Linked DNA regions of Salmo salar: region 2 is linked to region 1. The links are chromatin contacts, called in public Hi-C maps. All regions are on one chromosome and are shown on one strand. Each heading gives the region's core, a stretch centred on a gene start, on an enhancer-like site or on the middle of the called end of the contact. The rest is flanking DNA. Distances are from core to core; before and after follow the strand shown.

Region 1 (6,425 bases), core at 2,678-5,177:
CCATGGATTGTCTGCTGTGAGTTCATTTTCTTTCAATCACTTTGGCACATTTTTCAGATGTAAATGGTATATTTTAAAAACTCTCTAAGTACAACATTCTAAACTGATAACACTTGTAATGCCCTTTACTTAAGCAATAATGCTCGAGGAGGTGTGCTATATGGCCAATATACCACGGCTAAGTGCTGTTCTTAGGCAAGACGCATCGCGGAGTGCCTGGACACAGCCCTTAGCAGTGGTATATTGGCCATATATCACAAACCCCCGAGGTGCCTTATTGCTGTTATAAACTGGTTACCAACGTAATTAGAGCAGTAAAAATACATGTTTTGTCATACTTGTAGTATACGGTCTGATATACCATGGTTGTCAGCCAATCAGCATTCAGGGCTCGAACCACCCAGTTTATAATACGGTATTATTCCAAATGGTAGCACATAGTGACTCTTTCCACTTTGTCCTATTGAAGCACACAGGCTGATGGAAGATGATGATGATGAAGTATTTACAGCCATATCCATGTATGATTTGTTTTTACCTTCCAACATAAATTCATGTCAAATTGATACATTTATGAGATAAAAATATAGAAATGTAGTGTTCAGCAGTTATCAAACTATACATGTTAACTAGTTCACTGGTTCGAATCCCTGAACCGACTAGGTGAAAAACCTGTCGATCTGCCCTTGAAAATGGCATTTAACTGTAATTGCTCCTTAAAGTCACTCTGGATAAGTGTCTGCTCAATTACAAAAATGTAAATGTAACTAGGCAATACATCATTTTGATTCAGTAGTTATTAGTTTTGAACAGTTTGAGTTAATTGTATTGTTAACAAATGACAAATCATATCAAAAGTAAAGTGAATATTACATTTTGAAAAGCAGATACTTATACTGAACAAAAATATAAATACAACATGCAACAATTCCAAAGATGTTACCGAGTTACAGTTCATATAAGGAAATCAGTCAATTGAAACAAATTCCTCAGGTCCTAATCTATGGATTTCAAATGACTGGGCAGGGGTGCAGCCAGACCTACCCACTGGGGAGCCAGGCCCAGCCAATCAGAATGAGTTTTTCCCCATAAAAGGGCTTAATTACAGACAGAAATACTCCTCAGACCACATGTAACCACCCCCCTCAGACGATCCATCAAGTGAAGTAGCCGGATGTGGAGGTCCTGGGCTGGCGTGGTTACAAATGGTCTGCTGTTGTGAGGCCAGTTGGACGTACTGCCAAATTCTGTAAAACAACGTTAGAGGCTGCTAATGGTAGAGAAATTAACAAATTCTCTGGTAACAGCTCTGGTGGACATTCCTGCAGTTAGCATGCCAATTGCATATTACCTGAAACATCTATGGCATTGTGTTGTGACAAAACTGCCCATTTAAAAGTAGCCTTTTATTGTCCCCAGCACAAGGTGCACCTGTGTAATGATCATGCTGTTGAATCAGCTTCTTGATATGCCACACCTGTCAGGTGGATGGATTATCTTGGCAAAGGAGAAACGCTCACTAAAAGGGATGTAAACAAATTTGTGCACAACATTTGAGAGAAATAAGACTTTTGTGAGTATGGAAAATGTGTAGGATTTTTTTTTTTCAGCTCATAAAACGTGGGACCAACACTTTACATGTTTAGATTTTTGTTCAATGTAGATTGTGTATCCAAATTGAAAGAATGATTTGGTACAGTGAACAAGTGACTGGATTTTTTGTTGTAATCAGTCAATTGAAAATGTTAGATTTGAATCATGAGCCTTTTTGATGATCTGTTTTGAGTTGTGAAAATGTACCACATGCTTGTGAAAATTGCCCCAATGTGATTGATTTAAAAAACAAAAAGTTTAATCTTGCTCATTTCTTCTGTATGTTGAGATTTTTATTTAAATAATATTCACATGTACATAATGTTTAAGCATATATTGTATGTAATCATTCACCTGCTATGTTCAGGAGGATTCAGCACACTTCACATTCACCTAGGTACTTTTTTAAATAATTTAGTTAGAATACTCAATGCGGCTTGTGTTTTCAATAAATGTCAATTTTAGCCTATCAATTTCTAAATCGCAATTCAAATGATTCATGGAGGATTAGATGTTTACTTGACATTTATTGAAATGTATAAAAACATGTAAATAGATAAACCCAAAGTATTGTCATTTGGTTTTCATGTATCACAAAGCGTGATAAAATAAAATCATTTTTGTCAATCCAGCAGCACCTATTTTCACAAAGTGTTATAATAAGGGACCGAACCGTCCTCCTATTAAACCCAAATGTCAACAACCATTTTATACAAATATGTCCACTGTCCTCAGTCTGAAACGCCGTCATTCCCAGAGGAATGCGAGAAATAAATGCCGATAATGGCAGCTCTGGATTTCTCGGCGTAGCTAGGCACCTCCACCACCGGCACCTGGTGATTCTCGGCCGGATGCATGGTCTCTAGCACGGTATCGTTGAGCGCAGGCACCGAAAACTTCTTGGCGATGTTATGCAGGACGCAGCAGGCCTTGATGATCTCAGCCTTCTTGTCCAGACTGTTCTGCTGCACGTGGCCCAGATTGGCCAGGCACCTGAAGCGCCTCTTCACCAAGGTGATGGTCCTCTGGAGGACCGAGTGGATCATGCCGTGGGCTGCGTTGAACCGCCGATCCGCCTTATCTTTGGCTGGCGAAACGGTCGTCAGGAGGTGTCTGCTCAACGCATAGCCTTTCCCGGCTTTGTGGGATCAAAAAAACAAAAAACAGAGGCAAGTATGAACATTGGTGAATCACAACAGACTTTTTTTTTTAACACTGACGGAGTGACCCACCTAAAGTTAGACCACTGTTTTTGGTCTAACTCACTCAGAACTGTTCCAGACCAACACCAACTTACCTGATTTCAGCTTGTTGTTTGTTTAAAACGGGTGTTAGTACTGGGCTGAAACAGCCTGCACACTTAATAGCTCTCCAGGGCCAGGAGTTTGAGACCCTTCATAACAGGGGTGGCTAGTGAGTCTGCACAGTATTTCTAGTCATAAGAAATGTATAAAACATATTCCTGTGTAGAATTAGCTTACCAATGATCCAATGCGTCCCATGTGCTCCATGCTTTAGTTGCTGGGCAATATCCGACATATCCCATATGGTTTGCTCTGGTGTGCTGCCAACGCAGCAGTTTTCAACACTCATTAAATTCCCTTCACAATCGCATATGACTTGGGTCATGACGGTGTGGTTATCCATTGTGTTCCGAAAAGCTTCCTTGTCGTGCTGAGGTGGTCTCACCTTGACATGCATGCATCCCACCAAGCCCATGGAGGTCGGAATCCCGCATATTTTCTTGATCTCGTGTGCCACATTTGCTCGTTCCTCACCATTCGCCGGGAAAGTGATAAACTCCCTGACCATACCTGACAACACTTTGGAGACATTGTTGATGACTTCGTGAATCTCCATTTGCTCCATTTGAATCATATCTACGACTTTGGTTGACAAAATACCATTTACGTAATAGTCCAGTGCCACTATCACCATTTCATCGACGGAAGGTCCATTCATTTGCTGGAGCGTGGCTTTCATCCGGAGCCTGACGCAATCCGTGATGAAATTTATGCAAGGTCTAGTTAAACGGAACCTCTCAAATAAGTAATCATCATTGTAATCGCCCAAGTAGTTTTTCTGTGGCTCTGGGAAGTTGTTTGCCTCGGCCTCTTCGTCGTCTTCGTAGAGTTCTGCTTGAGCAGCTAACCACACAGCGGGAGCAAAAGCCATGTCTAGGCTAGACTAACAGGCAAATGTTTGCAGAGAAACAACCCGTGTTGGATGCTCGGCATGGAATTAGAACATTCCGGCTAGCTACTTATCTAAGTCCTAAACATGTCACATTTCATTCACGTCAAGCTTCAAATACAAACGTTTCTTTGCACCGAACGATTGTAAACAATGAAAAACGTGACGGAGGAAGGAAGTAAATCTTCTTCATTGGTGGACATGGTCTGTAAAGCAGTTTAAAGGGGTACACCCAATGGGTACACCGCCATCTATGGGCTGGAGGGCTTGAGAAGTCTTTGCTACAAATGTACAGTATGACATGTATTTTGCAGACTCTCAAAATAATGTATTGATAAAATCAGTGGTGGGGAAAAAGTACTGAATTGTCATACTTGAGTAAAAGTAAAGATACCTTAATAGAAAATGACTCAAGTAAAAATAAAAGTCACCAAGTAAAATACTACTTGACTTGAGTAAAAGTTTAAAAGTATCTGGTTTTAAATGGACTTAAGTACAGTGGTGGAAAAATTACTAATTTAGTAAGTAAATGCTATACATCAAATTCCTTATAGCAAGCAGACCAGATGGCACGATTTTCTTATGTTTTTAATGTACAGACAGCCAGGATCACACTCCAACATTTAATGTACAAATGCTGTATTTATGGTTAGTGAATCCACCAGTTCAGAAGCAGTAGGGATGGCAACGCGTTACATGAAGTGGACCATATTGATGTCCTGCCTGAGCATTCGAAATGTAACGAGTATTTTTGGGTGTCAGGGAAAATGGATAATAGGAGTAAAAAATACATATGTACTTTACTTAGTTGCTTTACACCACTATATACAAGATATTGTATTACCAAATTCAGAATATCACATTTAAATGAAAGTATGGCATTTCCCTCTCAATACATCAACATCAATATGTAAGAATGAGATGTAGCGTGCCTCGCCCTTCTGAGTGGATATAGACCCCTCTTCAGTACACGGCACACTGACCGACTATTGGGGGCAGTAAGAAAGCCATTGCCATCTGCGCCTTTACGTTTGTATTACTCCTAAAAATAATAATAACTGTTTTGGGTTCTCGTATGCTTACAATTATATTTTGATTCTTGCATGAACAGTCCCTAAGATTATATTCGGTTGTAATCTTTGCAGAATAATTGATTTGCTATGATGACACAAATATTATATTAAGCAGGACATTCAGACGAGCCTTAAAATGTAATTCTAATCCAAAAGTGTTGTAAAATGCACTTTTTTTTTGTTGCTGCCGTTCTATAAGAACTCCCCTTCGTTCTGCCACTAATTTGCGCGGATCGCCCTCATGCGGCAATGTTTGCAAACACAGAAAGGGGTCTATATATGCCACCTATAGGTATGGATCAGATTTGGCCCCCTGTCATTTCATTACAAAGACACATAAATCACCTGCATTATGAGTCTCAAAAACTTCCAATACCGGAATTTTTATGTTATTAGCTCATTATTTTCATTAGATGGCCTAATATAACTACGTACTCCAATATTTACTAGTAGCCTACCTTATTAAGGTATGCATGACACCCTCAGAAATGCATTGTTAAAAGGCCCAGTGCAGCTGTTATTATGTTGATATCAAATATTTATGGGTAACTATTAAGTACCTTACCACATTTCCATCCACAGTTTTTATGCGAGTAAAGTCATACTGTATAAAATAAATCACGACAGCTGCGATGGAAACAGGAAGTTTCGGTACAATTTTATAAATTCCGACAGACCATTTGTTCGTTCGACATGTTGGGATCTTTTTGTGTCGGTAAAATGTATTATGCGAGAAATGGCGGTGGAAACGCCTTTATTACCAAATATTGATATAATAACCATGATATCAAAGTAAACTTGGAGTCACGCAATGACATACTGTGTGGTCCTCCCACTACGACTCAGGAAACCATGCACTTCATTAGGCTACAGATGAAACAAGTTCTTATGAACTTCACAGGGCGGGGAAAGTGCCCTGTGATAGACTAATTGACATCATTTGAGTCAATTGGAGGTGAACCTGTGGATGTATTTCAAGGCCTACCTTCAAACTCAGTGCCTCTTTGCTTGACATCATGGGAAAAACTAAAGAAATCAGCCAAGACCTCAGAAAAAAATTGTAAACCTCCACAAGTCTGGTTCATCCTTGGGAGAAATTTCCAAACGCATGAAGGTACCACGTTCATCTGTACAAACAATAGTACGCAAGTATAAACACCATGGGACCATGCAGCCGTCATACCGCTCAGGAAGGAGACGCGTTCTGTCTCCTAGAGATGAACGTATTTTGGTGCGAAAAGTGCAAATCAATCCCAGAACAACAGCAAAGGACCTTGTGAAGATGCTGGAGGAAACAGGTACAAAAGTATCTATATCCACAGTAAAACGAGTCCTATATCAACATAACCTGAAAGGCCGCTCAGCAAGGAAGAAGCCACTGCTCCAAAACCGCCATCAAAAAGCAAGACTACGGTTTGCAACTGCACATGGGGAAAACGATCGTACTTTTTGGAGAAATGTCCTCTGGTCTGATGAAACAAAAACAGAAATGTTTGGTCATAATGACCATCGTTATGTTTGAAGGAAAAAGGGGGACGCTTGCAAGCCGAAGAACACCATCCCAAC
Region 2 (7,005 bases), core at 949-3,448, 170 kb before region 1:
GAAAAAGACATGTTTAGAACTGATAAGTGATTGCATGGTGTAAAACTGTATGCAATGAATTGATCATTGAAGGTTATCGATGGACACTGCTGTGTAGAACCAAACATTACACAGCCTGCTTCTGCTCAACAAACTCGAGAAGGAATTGTTTGGGGGTCGCTGCAGTTAACATTAACGATGATCTGCCTATGGTAGCCAAGCAATTGCATTCCACTAAACCTTGTTTTAAAGGTATCAAGAAATAATCTTATTTGTATGTCTAGCAATCAGAAATGTACATTGTTTTGAAGCCCACTTTTATTAGTCTCGGTCACAAATGACAGAGAGAACGAGAGTCTTGTAGAATCATGATTGTTTTGAGTTTTCAGTTCATTGTTCGCTGGTAGGGGTCCTGCATGCTTTGGCCTCTGGGCATTATTGAATCAAAGGAACGAATCTAAAGAGTCTATAGATTCATTCTTTTGAAAAATTTAAAAGATCAGAGTCAGTATAAAGACACAAACTTCCCATCACTAACTAAAAGTAGGGGAGAGGGCTTTGATTCAGCTGCAAGCTGTAGGAGAGTGGGATAAATCGTGCGAAAGCGTTAGTTGAGCCAACCCTTGTTTCTAGGAAACCATACACACAATGAATCATGTGACCAAATATTTAGGAAGAGGCCATCATTTCATGGAGTCTGTGAAGGAAGAAACCACATGGAAAAAATGTAGTAAGTTTGATAAAAAAAAACGGATTTTCACAATGTCAAGTGAATTTGTGTTTGAGGTTTCATGATGCTTGTATCTAAACCTAAGTAGACAGTTTTAAGACTGTTTTATACATTAGTTGGGTTCTCTATACGAGGTCCTAAACCTAGCATGAAAATGCATCCTTGTTAGGGTTGCAAAGGGAGGGTATAATACTGGAAACTTCCAAAGTTTACCAGTAAACTACCAGAATTTTGGTATCTTTCAAGGATTTGATGTAATCATTTTTTATTAATTAGGCTATTTTCTCTTGAACCATAAGGTTTATCCACTAGAAACTCATGGACAATGTGGACACATATATAATAAATTAATACTATATATGAATACATGATTATTTTTTTTTTACCAAAGTTATGATAGAATGCCTTAGATTTTCTGTTAATTACCAAAATTACTGAAGATTCCGGTAACTTTGGTAAATTATCCGGTAACTATGCAACCCTAATCCTTGTGGGCTAATATAATAAACGTTTTGCTTTGGGGTAAATTGTGCCATTTGGCCAGGGCAAGTTAAGCCAAAGGCTGAACATACCCCATACAAATGATGATTACATTTGTCAGTAATTGCATAGTATTTTAGAAAACTGTCATGCATATGAACTCGAGATGGGACAGGGAACAATTTTTTTCTTCTTTTGGCTCTATACTCCAAAAGTTTGGATTTGAAATCAAACAATGACTGAGGTTAATGTGCAGATTTTCAGCTTTAATTTGAGGGTGTTTTCATCCATATCGTGTGACAATTTGTAAGTCGCTCTGGATAAGAGCGTCTGCTAAATGACGTAAATGTAAACTGCTATGTATATGGGACCAAATACTTAACTTTTTACTACTTTATTACAATATAAGTGAATTTGTCCCAATACCTTTGTTCCCCTAAAATGAAGGGACTATGTACAAAAAGTGTTCACCCGATATGATGAAAATACCCTAACATTTAAGTTGACAGTCTGCACTTTAACCTCATAGTTTGATTTCAAATCCAAAGTTTTGAAGTATAGAGACACCTTCTTTTTTTTTAAACTCTTCACTCTCCCAATAATTACATAGGGCACAGTATCTGTTGTTATATTTGTTAGAAAGAATACTATATTTCCTTGACGTAATGATGCTAAATGTAAAAAATGTCTCAACATTCCCCACTGTCCCCTATAAGGTACTGTACTGTAGGTCTATTTATCATATCACATGGGATGCAGCATTATTACCTCTTGTTGTCATAGCAGGTGTAGAGGCATCCATCATAGTTTCTGTTACGTCTGTCACTAGAGTAGAAAAAGGGAATCAAAATCAGAATACCCTTTTCATAGTTTATCCCTCTACATAAGCATGTGAAGCAGATTGGGATCTGTGAAACTCACTCGTGAAGTGTCTCCCCTTACGCAATCAATATAGCAACGGGTAGAGACGCTTCAGGAGTGTGGTCACGAATGTTTGCGAGGCAGAGGTCCTGAGTTCGAGCCTTGTTAATAATAGCCGAATTAGGGGGAAGCGGTACTTGGTTAAGCAAGCAGTGTGACGTCATTTACAATGATGCCATGTGACTCGGATCTGCAGTTGCGCTCAGCTCACCGCTGGGGGTCGCTGTGGAGTGAATCCACTGTTCAGACCAAATCTTTCGACTGTTCGAACCAAAATACTGGGGGAGCTCAATAAAACATTAGAAAGTCAATATTACTGTACTTCAGTCAGTACAGACTCTACTTCCAGTACAGTCACTACTACTACCATTACAGTACATTACTCATGCTGTACTACTACAATCAATACTACTATTTCTACAGTCACCACTGCACAGAAAAAAGGGTTCTGCGGCTGTCCCAATAGAAGAACCGCTTTTGGTTCCAGGTATAACTCTTTTGGGTTCCATGTAGAACCCTCTGGAAAGGGTTCTTCCTGTAACCAAAAGTGGTTCTTCAAAGGGTTCTCCTATGGGACAGCAGAAGAACCCCTTTTGGTTCTAGATAGAAAAAAAAGATGCTAAGAGTGTACTGTTACTGGAATAAAATAAACTATAATTACTACTTCCACTACCAATAAAAATGAAGACTGCAGTAGCAAACACACACATTTTCTTTTCAACATTCAGAAAGATGGTCTCTGTTGCTTGAACTATGACATTTTTTTTGTGCTCTGAAAAACCTTCCATCTGCTTTAATGGGATTTCTTCAACATTATAAACATTGCATTGTTAGATGTATCATTTTTAAAGAAAATCTGTGATTTAGATCTTTGTGCTTATACTGATCACAGACTGCAGCTTTTAAGCAACCTCTCGTAACATTAGCTCTTATACTACCCAATTTTGGGTAGTCCACTAAAGAATTCAAGAGTCTACTAAACTATCTGCCTGTGTTCAGCTTCAATTCTACAATGGCCTTTAAAGGGGAAACTTGTTGTTCGATGGTTCCTCACCCTGAAAGAAGTCTAGTCCAGGAGAAACTGTGTGGTTTGGTTTTCTGTAAACAGCCACTACAAACTTAAGCTAAGTTCAGCCACCGCTAGCTAAACATCTATGGGAGTGATAGGGGCAACTGAGGTTCATGTTATTTGAAGGTGATTTACGTCATTATTTTTTTTACATTTCACTGTTGCCCCTAACACTTTGGTTGTGATGCTGGCAAGGGGAGTTACTACTCTGGTCTGGACATTTTTAGGCTTCAGAATAGAACAAATATCCTGTCTGTTCGGAATGGAATGATAGGGAAATAATTATGGTTCCTGCTTTGAATAGGAAATTCCACAGCCAAACTCCCATGCTGGCAAATTGTCTTAAACTATTCTCTTTAAAGACCCAGGGCAGCCGTTTTTATCTCAGTACCAAACCATTTCTGGGTAACAAATAAGTACCTGACTGCAGTGGCGTAAAGTACTACTTAAGTAGTTTTTTTGGGTATCTATACTTTACTATTTATATTTTAGAAAACTTTTACTTTTACTTCACTACATTCCTAAATAAAATAATGTACTTTTGATTCCAAACATGTTCCTTGACAGCCAAAAATACTCGTTACACTTTGAAGGCATAGCAGGACAGGAAAATGGTCAAATTCATGCACTTCTCAAGAGAAAATCCCAGGTCATTCCTACTGCCTCTGATATGGCGGACTCACTAAACACAAATGCTTAGTTTGAAAAGATGTTGGAGTGTGCCCCTGGCTATCCGTAAATAACAAAAACAAGAAAATGGTTCAGTCTGGTTTGCTTAATATAAGGAATTTGCAAAAATATACTTATCTATCAGAAGTAAAAGTATAAATAATTTCCTTTTAATACTTAAGTATATTTAAAACCAAATACTTTTAGACTTTTACTCAAGTAGTATTTTAGTCATTTTCTATTAAAGGTATCTTTACTTTTACTCAAGTATGACAATTTAGTACTTTTTCCACCACTGAGTAAAAGTAAAGATACCTTTAATAGAAAATGACTAAAATACTACTTGAGTAAAAGTCTAAAAGTATTTGGTTTGAAATATACTTAAGTATTAAAAAGAAATGGAATTGCTAAAATGTACTTAAGTATCTAAAGTAAAAGTACAAACCATTTCAAATTCCTTATTCAGTAAACCAGACAGCAAAATATATATATTTTTTTTATTGACGGATCGCCAGGGGCACACTCCAACACTAATTTACAAATGAAGCATTTGTGTTTAGTGAGTCCACCAGATCAGAGGCAGTAGGGATGACCAGGAATGTTCTCGTGATAACTGTGAATCTGACCATTTTCCTGTCGAAATATAACAAGTACTTTTGGGTGCCAGGGAAAATGTATGGAGTTAAAAGTACATTATTATCTTTAGGAATGTAGTGAAGTAAAAGTTGGCAAAAATATGAATAGTAAAGTACAGATACCCCCAAAAAATGACTTAAGCAGTACTTTAAAGTATTTTTACTTAGTACTTTACACCACTGCTTTTACTCAAGTATGACAATTGGGTACTTTTACCACCACTGCCTTACTGTAATAGTTTTCCATAAAAAAAATGGAAAAGAAAGAAAATCAGCATTTTTGCAACCCCCCCCAAAAATCAAGCAAGTATACTGAAATAAAATATTAACGCAACATGTAAAGTGTTGGTCCCATATTTCATGAGCTGAAATAAAATATCCGAGAAATGTTCAGTACGCACAAAACGCTTATTTCTCTCAAATTTTGTGCACAAATTTGTTTACATCCCTGTTAGTGAACATTTATCCTTAGCCAAAATAATCCATCCACCTGACATGTGGCATATCAAGATTAAACAGCATGATCATTACACAGGTGCACCTTGCGCTGGGGACAATAAAAGGCCACTCTAAAATGTGCAGTTGTGTCACACAACACAGTGCCACAGATGTCTCTGTGCTCATCTGCGTGCTCGTCGTCCTCACCAGGGTCTTGACCTGACTGCAGTTCGGTGTGGTAACCGACTTCAGTGGGTAAATGCTCACCTTCAATGGCCACTGGCACGCTGGAGTAATGTGCTCTTCACGGATGAATCCCGGTTTCAACTGTACCTGGCAGATGGTGTCGTGTAGGCGAGTGGTTTGCTGATGTCAACGTTGTGAATAGAGTGCCCCATGGTGGCAGTGGGGTTATGATATAGGCAGGCATAAGCTACGGACAACGAATACAATTACATTTTATCAATGGCAATTTGAATGCACAGAGATACCGGGACGAGATCCTGAGGCCCATTGTCATGCCATTCATCCACTGCCATCACCTCATGTTTCAGCATGATAATGCACGGCCCCATGACGCAAGGATCTGTAGACAATTCCTGGAAGCTGAAAATGTCCCAGTTCTTCCATGGCCTGCATACTCACCAAACATGTCACCCATTGAGCATGTTTGGGATGCTCTGGATCGACGTGTACGACAGCGTGTTCCAGTTCTCGCCAATATCCAGCAACTTCGCACAGCCATTGAAGAGGAGTGGGACAACATTCCACAGGCCACAATCAACAGCCTAATCAACTCTATGTGAAGGAGATGTCACCCTGCATGGTGGTCACACTAGATACTGACTGTTTTTTTTTTATCCACACCCCTACCTTTAAAAAAAAAAGATATTTGTGACCAACAGATGCATATCTGTATTCCCAGTCATGTGAAAGATTACAACTTAAAACATTTATTTCAATAGTGATTTCACTAGGCAAGCCGAAACTCCACCCATGCAAAACCTGCTGATTTAGAAGGTCCTGTGTAGATTGTATTTTCAACCAGCAACTATCAGGAAATTACACTGATCCATTTATTTCAGACCTTGGTAGTGTTACTTTAATTCAGCTGTTGTACACTCATGATTTAAATAAACACAGGAAAAAAATAATAATTTTGACTGCCCTTAACCCCTGGTTTTGCGCCACACACTTGATGATAGTGAGTAGACATTGAATAAAGACACTGACCTGAGAACAGCACTAGGAATAACATCCACTGCATGATGGTAGACTGTTTACCCTATGACACAAAGAGAGAACACACACTATGATAATGACTTCCATAACAAGGAACAATAATCTGTAGGTTTTTATTATCTGATTGGAGTGTCCAGACAAATGCTGATTATTGGTTACGTCTTTGCCATTTAATGTTTTGAGTGATACCTAATGCTTTTATTTAGAATTCATTTGAGATTTGAACGGTACCTACATGAAAAAATACTACAGTTTACTATAGAATAATATAGTACTTACTATAGAATTCTGTAGTAAACATTAGTAAACTGTAATATACTGTATAATACTATATTCCACACTAGTGTCTCTCGATCATGGGAAGTACTTACTATAGAATGTTGTAGAATACTATACTACACGCTATAGTATTCCTCCATTACAGTAATTACTATAGTACTGTCAATACTACAGTATACCACAGTCATTTCCTCAAAAACACTATAGTGAATACTACAGTAAAGTCTGCAAGAACACTATATAAATATAGTAATAATACAGTATTTATGCCATAGTGTACTATAGTATTTTTTCATCTGGGTATCTACAGTTGTCAGTTAGAGTTAACGGTCCCGTGTGGCTCAGTTGGTAGAGCATGGTGTTTGCAACGCCTGGGTTGTGGGTTCGATTCCCACGGGGGACCAGTACGGGAAGAAATGTATGCATTCACTACTGTAAGTCGCTCTGGATAAGAGCGTCTGCTAAATGACTAAAATGTAAAATGTAGAGTTAATACAAAATTGTCCCAATGAAAAGCACAATCACAAAGTTAATATCTAAACATCCTTGTTATTGTGTAGTCA

What was found. Hi-C and Micro-C count contacts between places; a contact is called where the count stands out from the background.
Region 2: a Hi-C map of muscle shows a contact between it and region 1, with 4 times the contacts expected there. The contact joins the promoter of LOC106579351 here to the promoter of si:dkey-197c15.6 in region 1. A contact is called at or near these places in 2 of 3 Hi-C or Micro-C datasets (gill and muscle).

What each region holds. Positions count from the first base shown.
Region 1 is chrssa19:59,373,491-59,379,915 of Ssal_v3.1, reverse strand. si:dkey-197c15.6 (CK077 protein) reads right to left here and starts at 3,927. Exons shown (of 1, transcript NM_001140421.1): 1 at 1,874-3,927. The coding sequence starts at 3,768. The coding sequence ends at 3,004. It overlaps LOC106579174 (protein tyrosine phosphatase receptor type H), which reads left to right. Exons shown (of 18, transcript XM_014158809.2): 18 at 1-2,220.
Region 2 is chrssa19:59,539,341-59,546,345 of Ssal_v3.1, reverse strand. LOC106579351 (scavenger receptor cysteine-rich domain-containing group B protein) reads right to left here and starts at 2,198. Exons shown (of 4, transcript XM_014159194.2): 1 at 1,958-2,198. The coding sequence starts at 1,994.